Linked DNA regions of Camelus bactrianus: region 1 is linked to region 2. A link is a contact called in public Hi-C data. All regions are on one chromosome and are shown on one strand. Each heading gives the region's core, a stretch centred on a gene start, on an enhancer-like site or on the middle of the called end of the contact. The rest is flanking DNA. Distances are from core to core; before and after follow the strand shown.

The links. A called contact is a pair of places that touch in the nucleus more often than the background predicts.
Region 1: a contact with region 2 is called in a Hi-C map of liver, with 6 times the contacts expected there. The contact joins the promoter of TIAL1 here to the promoter of SEC23IP in region 2. A contact is called at or near these places in 2 of 2 Hi-C or Micro-C datasets (blood and liver).

The regions. Positions count from the first base shown.
Region 1 is chr11:26,855,105-26,860,259 of ASM4877302v1, forward strand. It overlaps TIAL1 (TIA1 cytotoxic granule associated RNA binding protein like 1), which reads left to right and starts at 1,849. Exons shown (of 12, transcript XM_074373541.1): 1 at 1,849-2,341. The coding sequence starts at 2,310.
Region 2 is chr11:26,629,383-26,634,516 of ASM4877302v1, forward strand. SEC23IP (SEC23 interacting protein) reads right to left here and starts at 3,316. Exons shown (of 19, transcript XM_045506545.2): 1 at 3,063-3,316. The coding sequence starts at 3,225.

The DNA.
Region 1 (5,155 bases), core at 599-3,098, 220 kb after region 2:
CCTTGTAACTCAAAGAGGGTGGAAGGAAGATCAGTCAGAAAGAAATGTAAGGACAGTGGCAGACAGAGGTCAGAGAGGAAAGAAGATGCCATGCTGCTGTTTTTGAAGATGAAAGGGCCAAAAGCTAAGGAATGCAGGCAGCTTCTAGAAGCTGGAAAAGGCAGGAAACCCAATCTCCCCTAGACTTCAGAAGGAACCAGCCATGCCAACACCTTTGCTTTAGTTCAGTGAAACTTATTTTGGACTTCTGACCTCCAGAACTGTAAGTTAATACATTCCTGTTGTTTTAAGCCACTAAGTTTGTCACAGCAACAACAGGAATTAATACAGGGGGCCAGGCATGGATCCGTGATGAACCGGATTATGATAAATACAGTTCTATACCCAGGTCCAGTTAAAGGGGGGAAAAAAAAAGCCCTCACTGACTGGAAGATAAAGCCCAAGCTCCTCGGCCTGGTATCAGTCCTTAACAATGTGGTTCTATAAGGCTCCTGTCCACTCCTCTAACTTAGCTCTCAAGACCCCTACTCCATGCCTTCCCCTACTCCTCCTTACTCCAAACCCATACATTTTAACCATGGATCCGTGCTCTTTTGCTGTTCCCAGTGACTCATGGGGCTCAACTTCCTCGTCATGGCCTCTACTAAGCCTTCCTGGTCGAAATCCGACCACCACCCCCACCCCCCTCCAGTTATTGCCCTCACAACACTTTTGCTGCATTCCCCTTACAGGATTAAGATTCAGGGGCGGTGTTTGTAGAACCAATTCGCAAGGTACTGGTTAACTGGGACCCATAAGCCCCGGCAACAGGCTGAAAAATCTTTTCTCACCCTCAGCCTTCACTGAGCTACAAAAGCAGGTACAAACTCAATCAAGTTCTCCTAAAGGTGCTTAGAGGGGGCGGTTAAAGCGCACCGTGAACTCTTGCGGGTGAAAAAACAAATTCTACAAGGTCTTAAGGAGCCAGTTTGAACATGGTTTCCCATATGTCCGAGCAAGACTTCATTCTCCGTCTCTACGATGGAAGTCTATAAACACAACCTTAAGTCTCTACACGTCTCTCTTCCCGAAATATTTTTCATTCTAATAACTAAATAATAGTGTAGGAGGGCATCATCACCTCCCTTACACTGACTGGTAAAGGGCTGCTCTTCTAATCCCCTTATCCGATGAGACAACGGATGGGGAAACCTTTGAAACTTGTAAAGCAATCTACAAGCAGCCTACCTAGGATAGAATACCTATCTGCGGGAAAACGTGCCCAAAGGACGCGGTCGGCCGTTGGAAAGCCGGAGGACCCCGGCGAGCGCATCTTCAGCTCAGCGCCAGCCCGAGGGCCGCCCCAGAACCTCCGCCTGTCGCGCGGGGCGGCGGTTGATGACCGTGGCCGGGCCGTTTTGTCTTATAGAGGACGGCCAGAAAGGCCTGCTGACTCGAACACCACGCGGAGCCAGAGCCCTGCCTTAGCCGCAGTTGAAGAAACCGCTCTCGGGCTGGACGGAGGCGGAGCAGCAGCTCAGGCTGAGCCAACCGAAGTGCTGTAAAAATGCCTGGAGCAATCCTAGGACAGCCCCCAGCGCGAGGCACTCTGGGACTTGTAGTCTACTTTCCCGACAGAGCTTTTTCCAACCTCGTTTCCCCGCCTTTTAACGTCGCGTTTATTCTCCCTCTCCCGTCCCAGCATGCCGACTTCCTGGTCGCTGCACGTCTCACGTACGACTACACTACCCAGAAGTCTCTTCTTCGCGTCCCTGCCTGGCGAGGGCGCCGGCCGTCTCCTTTGGACTACAATTCCCAGAAGTCCTCTGGGGGAAGTGCTTCCCTCTCTCATTTCCAGGACCACAATTCCCAGAGACTTCAGCTGCGCGGCGGTTCTCTTTTTACTCGATCTCTTCTTGAGCTGGCCAGGCTTCGCCAGCCAGCCGGCACACAGCGACGACGTGATCCGTCGTGACTGGTCACAGGGTTTCCTCAGCGGTCCGTTTTCCTCCCCACTCAGTTATTCCCTTTTCAGGCCGTCGCGGCTGGCCTGAGCGGTGACCTGGCGGGCCGCGCCTGCGCTCTGCCCCGTTTCCTGCCTGGCTGGTGGCGGCGGCCATTTTGTTCATCCTCCTCCTCCTCCTCCTGCTCCTCCCGGTTGGAGCGCAGTGTCCGGAGCGGGCTGGGGGGAGAGAGCCCGCGAGCAGGGTTCGGTGCCTTTTCCTCTGTCCCCAGCCGGTGCCCGGAGCCCCCCTCCCCTTCCTCCCCACCCCCTCCCCTCCCCAGCCCTGCCCTCCCCCTTGTCCCGGGATCGCTCCGTCGCACCCACCATGATGGAAGACGACGGGCAGCCCCGGACTCTGTGAGTACCGAGACGGGGGGGGTGCCAGGCGCCGAGAGGCCCGGGCATCGCGGGACGCTGTGGGAGGGAGCAGGAGAGCGAGGTCGAAGCCGGGGCTCTTGTCGGTTCCCTGGTCTGGGTGGCACGGACGCGAAGTGCATTCCTCATCTGTCCCTTTTTCCTTGGGAAGGAAGCCCTCCCTTCCCCCAAACACAGTCACTTCCTGGGGTCCGGGGCTTGTTTCGACCTTTTTCTCTCGCTCCCTTGTTTGCACCCCCTTGCTAAGCCGCGTTTCCCCACGGCAGAGGCTGTCAGGCCTTGGAGAGCTCCTCCTCCCCCTCTGCTTTTGGGGCCCTGGGCTGGGCCGGGAGCTGGCGGTCCCCATAGGGGCTGGGCCTGGTGGGGGTGGGACTGGGGGTGGGACCGCAGTCACATCCCTTGCGGGCCGCGAGAAATTAGCACTCACGCCCTCCACGTCCCCAGCTCCAGTCGCTCCCGGCTCTTCCAAGATAAGCTCTCCCAGGAAGCCGGACACTCTCCGCCACTCAAGCCCCTACTCTCTCTGTCCCACGTGCCCCCGCCCACGCTGTCAGAAAACACTCGCCTAGCGCCCGCTACTTTTGAAGTGCAAAAGGGATGCCTCTTGCGGCGGGAGCATCTTTCCCTTCTTGGATGACGAAGTTTGGTTTGAGCGCTATCTACGCTAAACTGACAACTAGTTGTTTAAGTGCTTTTGCTCTGTTAGTGTTATCTCCTCCTATTCTGTTTGTGCGTCAAGACCTTCAGAGTTGGATAAAATGATGTTTTTATCAGCTATTCGATGTACATCTTTTGAGCGCTTTTTCTTCCATCTTGCTGTATTGCTCTTTACCCTGAAGCCCAATGTAATGAATGAATTTCATCTTCCAGCTGCTTATTCGAGTTTCCTTCCTTTCCTAATGAAGAGTGATGATTCAGCATTTGCATTCCTTTCCAAATAGTGTAGCACTCCTTTTTTTTTCCTCCTGATTTTTTTAAGTGTGAGTAATTTTAATTAAATGTTTAAGTTGGGCACCTTGCATTTTCCTAGCCTCTTGAAGCTCAGCACACCTGCCTCGAGTACAAGGAGGCAGTCAGATTGTTGCTTTGTTTTCTGTTGCCCCTGCCTGGTATTGATATGATCATAGTTCACTTGGCTCTGCAATCTGATGGGGAAATTACTTTTTGGGGAATAAATGAAAGTGAATGGGTACTCAGGAAGTTTGACTCGTTTCTCATCTCTTTACTCCTATCAAAGAAAGTTTGCTCTGTAAAGAAGATAGATACCTATGTTAAATATTGATACAAGTTTGGGTTTTTGTTTTCTTGGTGGGGCAGGGTTGCACTTTTTAATTCCTATTTCTCTAGTATCTCACTAGAGTATCTGCTATCCTGTTTTGAGTATTTGAGTCCAACTTAAGCACATCAACTGCTTGAATAAAAACCCTGCTTAGAAGTTTTGCAGTTATGCTTTGTGCAGTCTTCCATTTCTACTCTCTTTTCCAGAAAAGAGAGAACTGGGACAAACTTGAAATTTGTCCTCTAACATCTGTTGAAGCCAAGAATGGGTAGTTAGCAACCTGGTTTTTGATGGAAGAATTTGGGAAAGCTGGATTTAGAGCCTAGCTAGCATGTATTTAAAAAAGATAAAAGTTATATTGTATTTAAAAATCTGAAATGTCATCATTGCATCATAGTAGCTACTGAATAATTGGTAAATTTTTATGGCACGTTTCTTATTATCTGTCTATTCCTTATGAAGAAGAATTCCTGGTTTTTGTTGTGCTATTTCATTATCTTTAATTCATATAACTATCTTTGCATCTGCCTTGTCTTCATCTCCATCAGACCTTGGACCATAAACTAATAAGCTAACTTCTTTGCCACTTATTTTTTTATCTCTACCTTCTCTAGTCTCCTGTTCTTTGAGACTTAAGTTGTCTATGTTTGCAGTTGTCTAAAAATGTGACGTGTGTGCATATAAATAAAGAAACATCTTGAGCTTCATTGTACCTGTATGTCAGTCCATGTTTACTGTTCTGTCTTCCTTTTTCCTCCTCCTGCTCTTCTCCATGGGAAGGGTTTTTTTTTAGACAAGGACTGCTGCATCTTCCTAGGTCTTACCCCTGCAGCACTTAGGTCACTGCCTGGAACGTAAGAGGTACTCAAATATTTTACAATGATTATAAATTCTTTTCATTAAATTAGCATTAAGTCTGTTTTTTAAAAAGTCCTGTATGATTTAAATTATAAGCAGATATGACTGTCATATGTGGTGCAGTCTGTTGATATTTATATATTTTTTTAAACCTTCAAGTGTAAAATTTTGACATAAAAGCAAATGTTTCACAATTGGGTTTTGTCAGACTTTAATAAAAATAATGCATAATTTAAAAATTCATTTTATGAGTTTTTTCTCAAAGGGTTCTTTTAGATACAAGTAACATGATGAAAACTTTGAAGGTGACTTTAGAGGTTGATATCTAGGGTTTTTGTTTATTTATGGAGATACTTTTATTTTACATTGTGATCTGTGGATTAGGCTTTTAAGTGACTAGTATGTTTTAAAAGAATGTACTCTTAACAAAGCTTATTTTGAACTGTTTCCTTAAAATGCCTGTGTGTTACTAGTGAGGTTTTTTTCCTGCAGACACACACAAGCTAAGACATATGGTTCTATCATCAGAAAACAATATGGTGTTTATAGCCTAGGTAGGTCTTTAAATATTCATTACCTACAGTATTACTAATTTATTTGATGGTATTTAAGTAGTATAGATTTGCTTTGATGTTGAGCCTTAAGTTTGTCCTATAGTT
Region 2 (5,134 bases), core at 2,066-4,565:
TCTACTTTTTTCATACAGTTCCGGCTCCTACCTCTCTTTTCAGTCACATGAACCTCACTTGGACCCATATTTCTTAGTTCATATCTCAACATCTAAAAGAATGGAAAAAAACACTGTGGTATCTTTCATCCTTTAAGACAACTTGGGATCAACCTGATTCGAGAAACTTTTTTCTGATTAGCATCAATTACAAACGAAGCATCGATCTCTAAAAGCTGCCAGCAGCCTCACCTCAGGGACACTTTCTAATTACATGTGGACACACTTGGCATCAAGACCCATTACTTTAATGAGCACTTGTGTACCTGTGACACTCCCAACTCTGTCTCAAATCGAGATTGATTCATGCGTCCCAGAACCTATTTTCCAACTGCTTCCTCAATACTTTTGACAGGTTCAGCCACATAGTAAGCCTAAACTGAATTCGTCATCTAAACTGTCCCCCTCCGTGTGCTCCTTTCACAGATCTATTGCAATAGAAGTCTGCCAACATCCATCCAGACGCTCAAACCAGAACCTCTCTGACTCCTTCCTGTCTCTCATGCCCTTCCTTTAATCATTCAGATCCTCGTTAAAGAAATACATACACAGTATCCATTATATGCCAGGTGGAGATGGGTCTTGGGGTTAAAACTGAACCGAGAGAAGAGGCCTTTGCATTGACAGTGAGTCACTAAGTCCCAACAATCTGATGGTCTAAAAATCTCTCACATCTGCTCACTGTTCTTCTGTGTGGCTAGGCTAGAGGGCCACCCACTCCTGCCTCACAATGGCCTCCAGACTGACAGCTCTTGCTACAGTCAGCTTTACTCCCATGTAATCTCAGAAAATTCCAGTCTTTCTGAAACAACTCTAATTTCAATGCCTTGCTTAAAACCGTTTAAGGGCACACCCCCACCCCACAGGAGGAACTACAAACTCCTCAGTATGGTATATGAGGCCCTTCGTGATCTGGTCCCCACTGACCGCTTGAGCCACTCCCCTGTACTTGCTTTAGCCACGCTGATCTGGGATAAGGCAAGGAATGGGGCAAGAGAGAAGGAGCAGAGGAAGGAGAGAGAGAAAAAGTGAACACCTACCACCAAATCCCACCAAATCTGCAGGTTTTCTCACACCTCCAGACTCTTACACACGCCTATCTGCCCAGACTCCCTAACTGCTTTGTACCCTTCAACACCCAGCTCACAAATCACCTCCTCTGTGAAGCCCTGAAGGCCTATGAGATGTCCTCTCCCTGGTCAGCCAGCCTGACACCCACAGCTCTCACAGCAGCATATCGATCCCTCTTTCAAGCCATCAAAAACCTGCATCACAATAACTTACACAGCTGGGTACAGTGTGTCTGTACATACTACGCAGTCACCAAGGGCAATGCTGTCTGCTCTTCTGTGTCTCCCTGACATCTGGAACAGAGCCTGGCAAACAGAAGCTGCCCAATCCATGTTTGCTGAATGAATGAAAACTGCTTCCTATGTGTCTCTTTCACTAATGTGTGTCCAATTGCTTCCAATGTGACAGGTCCTTTTGTCTTTGGAAATTCTCTAAACAGGTTTCTAATGATCAAATCTTTTTCAGAGGTGGGAAAATATTTGATCCAGAATTTTAGCCCTAAAAACTATTAATTTTCTTATTAAATAACCTATCTCTAAGAAACCTGTCTCCAAGGCAAATTATCCTGTACTTGAACATGAAAATGTTTAGCATTAATTGATAGTGACACACACAAACAAAATACTATTCAGCAAGGAAGATGGGCATGAGCCAAACATTTGTGAAACAGAGGATGATATGAAAATCCCATGTACGGCTTTATTTATTCCTGCACCCTCCCAGAACATTCTGCTCCAGCCATGCTAGTCCTCCACCAAAATGGCAATGCCTCACCTTTCAGACACACTCTCAAAACAAGACATACATATTCCTGACTCCCATCCTTTTATCTGTTCAACAAGTCTCTACTGAAAAACTGGTCTACAGCATACTAAGCACTGTTCTACATATAAGTTCCTGCTCTAAGGGAGCTTACATTCTAATGGGAAAAAATGTGCACATGTCAGATGGTGAAAAGCACCAAGAAGAAACATAACACTAACGAGGGGGAACTTTCATGTATAGCTGCCTTCTGCTTGTCCTTCTTCACTTTCTGAAACTTTCCTTAGTCCTCCAAGCTAGAATAATTATTCAATGGAAAAATATTCAGCATTTACTGAGGATCTATGTGTTAGACACTAAACAAGATCCTAGAAATAAAAAAGTAAATAAGTCATACGTCAAGTTGCCCACAGTTGCAAACGTCAAGAAGCCCACGGTCCAAAGAAGCAGATATGTTTATTTCACAAACATTTATATCCAGACCCTATATTCAGTGCTTTACAAGAATCAATTGTCTTCTCATTACAGCCCGATGAGGCTGTATATATATATATATGGAAAATGAAGCACAGAGAGGTAAAGTAACATGCTTGAAGTCGCACAGTAACTTATTTGCTGGGCTAAGGCTGGAAAAAGTTCTGCGCTCCTAAACACCAGCCAGGTTATGCCACATAATCTTTAAAATGCAATCTCCCTAGACTGTAATAAAGATATGAACAAAGAGCTAGGGTGCACATAGGAGTCGGGTCCTAAGAACAAGCAAGAGCTCCTTAGAGAAATGATGCACTGCCTTGAAAGATGAGGACCGTATTCTGTACTTAACTCTTGCAACTGTTACGTGTCTATCCTAGGAGATACCCTACTGTATCCTAGGAGAGGCAGCACTAATTTATTTGCATCCCCTGAAAGCACCTGGCACACCTGTAGGTGTTAAACAAAAATTTGTGAAATGCCAATACAGGAGTGGCCAGCAATCGGAACAGAGTTCCTTCGACGAAGAGCCTGGCCCCTGCCCCCAAGATCCCAAAGTCCCCAGGCCACTCAAACTTGGCCACTGATGGCCCTAGCAAGCTACCAAGAGGGTCGGATCCAGGCAGAAGACAGGCCTCCCGTCCGACCCTCATCACCCCACGCCCCCCGCCCGCCTCCCTGCACACACTTGCCCCACCGGACTCCCCTCTCTTTACTACCTCCGGGCAAGAGCAGGGAGGTCGAGGCAGCGGCGGCTTGGGTGACCGGAATAAAGGGCACGTTGAAACTGAGCTCCGTGGCCGAGGACGAGAACAGTAAGTTAGTGCCCGAAGAGGAGGTGGAGGCGGCGCCGCCGCCACCGTTAGGCTTCCTCTCAGCCATGGCTGCGTCCCACCGTCCGTTACACGTCTCCGGCTGGCCGGAGAGGCACCACTGGCCGGAAGCCGATCACATTCGGGGCCAACACACTTCCGCACTTGCGCACAAGGGCCGGAACTCCGGGTGGCTGGTCAGCAGCCCAATCCTTTCCCCTAGGGGGCCGCCAGAAATCAAAATGGCGGCGCAGGCTTCACTCCCGGGTCCTAGCACGTGACAGCCTCCGCCAATGCTCGGGCGCGGCTGGAAGCGGAGGCCGAGGCTGGGGTTGGAGAGCAGGAGAGGAAACGCTGCGGGTTGTGTGAATCAAGTATGAATTGACGCTGAAAGTCTCGGATTGCTCAGGGCGTTCCGGGCTTCTGAAAGTACCAACAGGAACGTTTAACTGGATAAGATTTTGGAGAAATAGCGGAAGCCCGCAGGCGTAGGTAGCAGAGTGCTGTGCGCAGAGGGGAGAAATGTGAGGGCCATTTGTAGCCAAGGTCTAGCCAAACTCACTCCAGCAACCACTTTTAACCCGCCCACGTGTCTTTCTGGACTGAACTGAACTCTTGTCATTGGCCCAGAAATAGAAATGGTAAAACTTTTTAAATTTTTAAGCCAAAGGAAAGGGAAAAAATTTTACGAGAGAAACCAGAGAATTGACATTTAGGTGTGTGACCTTTTTAGATAGCTTTCTATACTTGTCTACAATAATCTGATTTAATCCCAAAATGCACTGTGGATAATTTGGATGTAATTGGCATCTTTCATATAGTTAAAAATTACGAAAGAAAATAAGTAACTTCTTGGAGGGTAGGAGAGGGGGGATAGAAGAAACCCTAAAAGAAGCTTTGAAACAATGAAACTACCCTCTCTCCCAGCTGTTCACACCTATATAGTACCTGTTTATTAACTAATTCAATGACTAGTGTGCTTACTGTCAAAGAAAATGAAAGCCAGGCACTAGTTTAAAGCAGTAAGGATAGATTTTATTCAGTAATAACTATTGCATTAAGGAAGTGGGTACATCATGAACTGCACTAAACTGAACTTCCCCGAAAGGCTGGAGACTTTAAAGACGGGTGTGCTAAGGCAAAGGCACTGAAGGGTGCAAAGGGGTATTGGTCCATGTGACTAGGCCACCCAGGTTTGTTAATTTTGTTAACTGGCACTTATATGTAGGAGAAATAGACTTCTCACATCTTTATGGCAGGCAGTGGTACAACTTAGAGCAAGGTACCCACCAGGCTGGGAGGATACAATTCTCAGGTCCTTGAGAAGACAGTTTTGGGTGACAGAAGACTTATATCTCAAAGTGGCAGAGAAAGGATTTATAATTGCAAGATTTCTAAAGTAACTGCTTTAAAGGAGGTTCAGCAGCCTGTATGCCTATACCTGTTTTGGGTTGGAACAAACAGTAAATTCCTGGCAGTGTTGAGCTTTCTCAGGCAGGCATTTTAAGGGAGACAGGGTTCATCCTGGGGACATGGCCTTAAGCTACTAGTAGCCATGCTACAGTCTGGTTAAGAAGTCTTTGTCATTATTATGGGTGGTCAAGGCAGTATACAAAACACTAGGGGTACCGTGGTATATGAAATAGACACAGGACCCTTCCTTCTTGAGTTTACACTCTGGTCAGGAGGACAGACAACTAAACATATAATAACAATAAACTAAAGTGTGTTGAAAGTTATAATGTAGAATATCCCGAAGTGTGTTATGTGGAATATTGACACTATTAGGAGAGGGAGGTATAACACATCTAGGGGAGGGATAGCAAGTACTTAGAATGATCAGACCATCAACCAAGGACCTACCAAGTCTGGAGTAACATGAAAGACTTTCCTGAAGAAGAAAAGTAAAAGTTGAGACCTGAAAGCCAGTAAGTAGAAGTTAACTGGAAAAACTTGGCAGAAAGGGGGTTGGAGGAAGT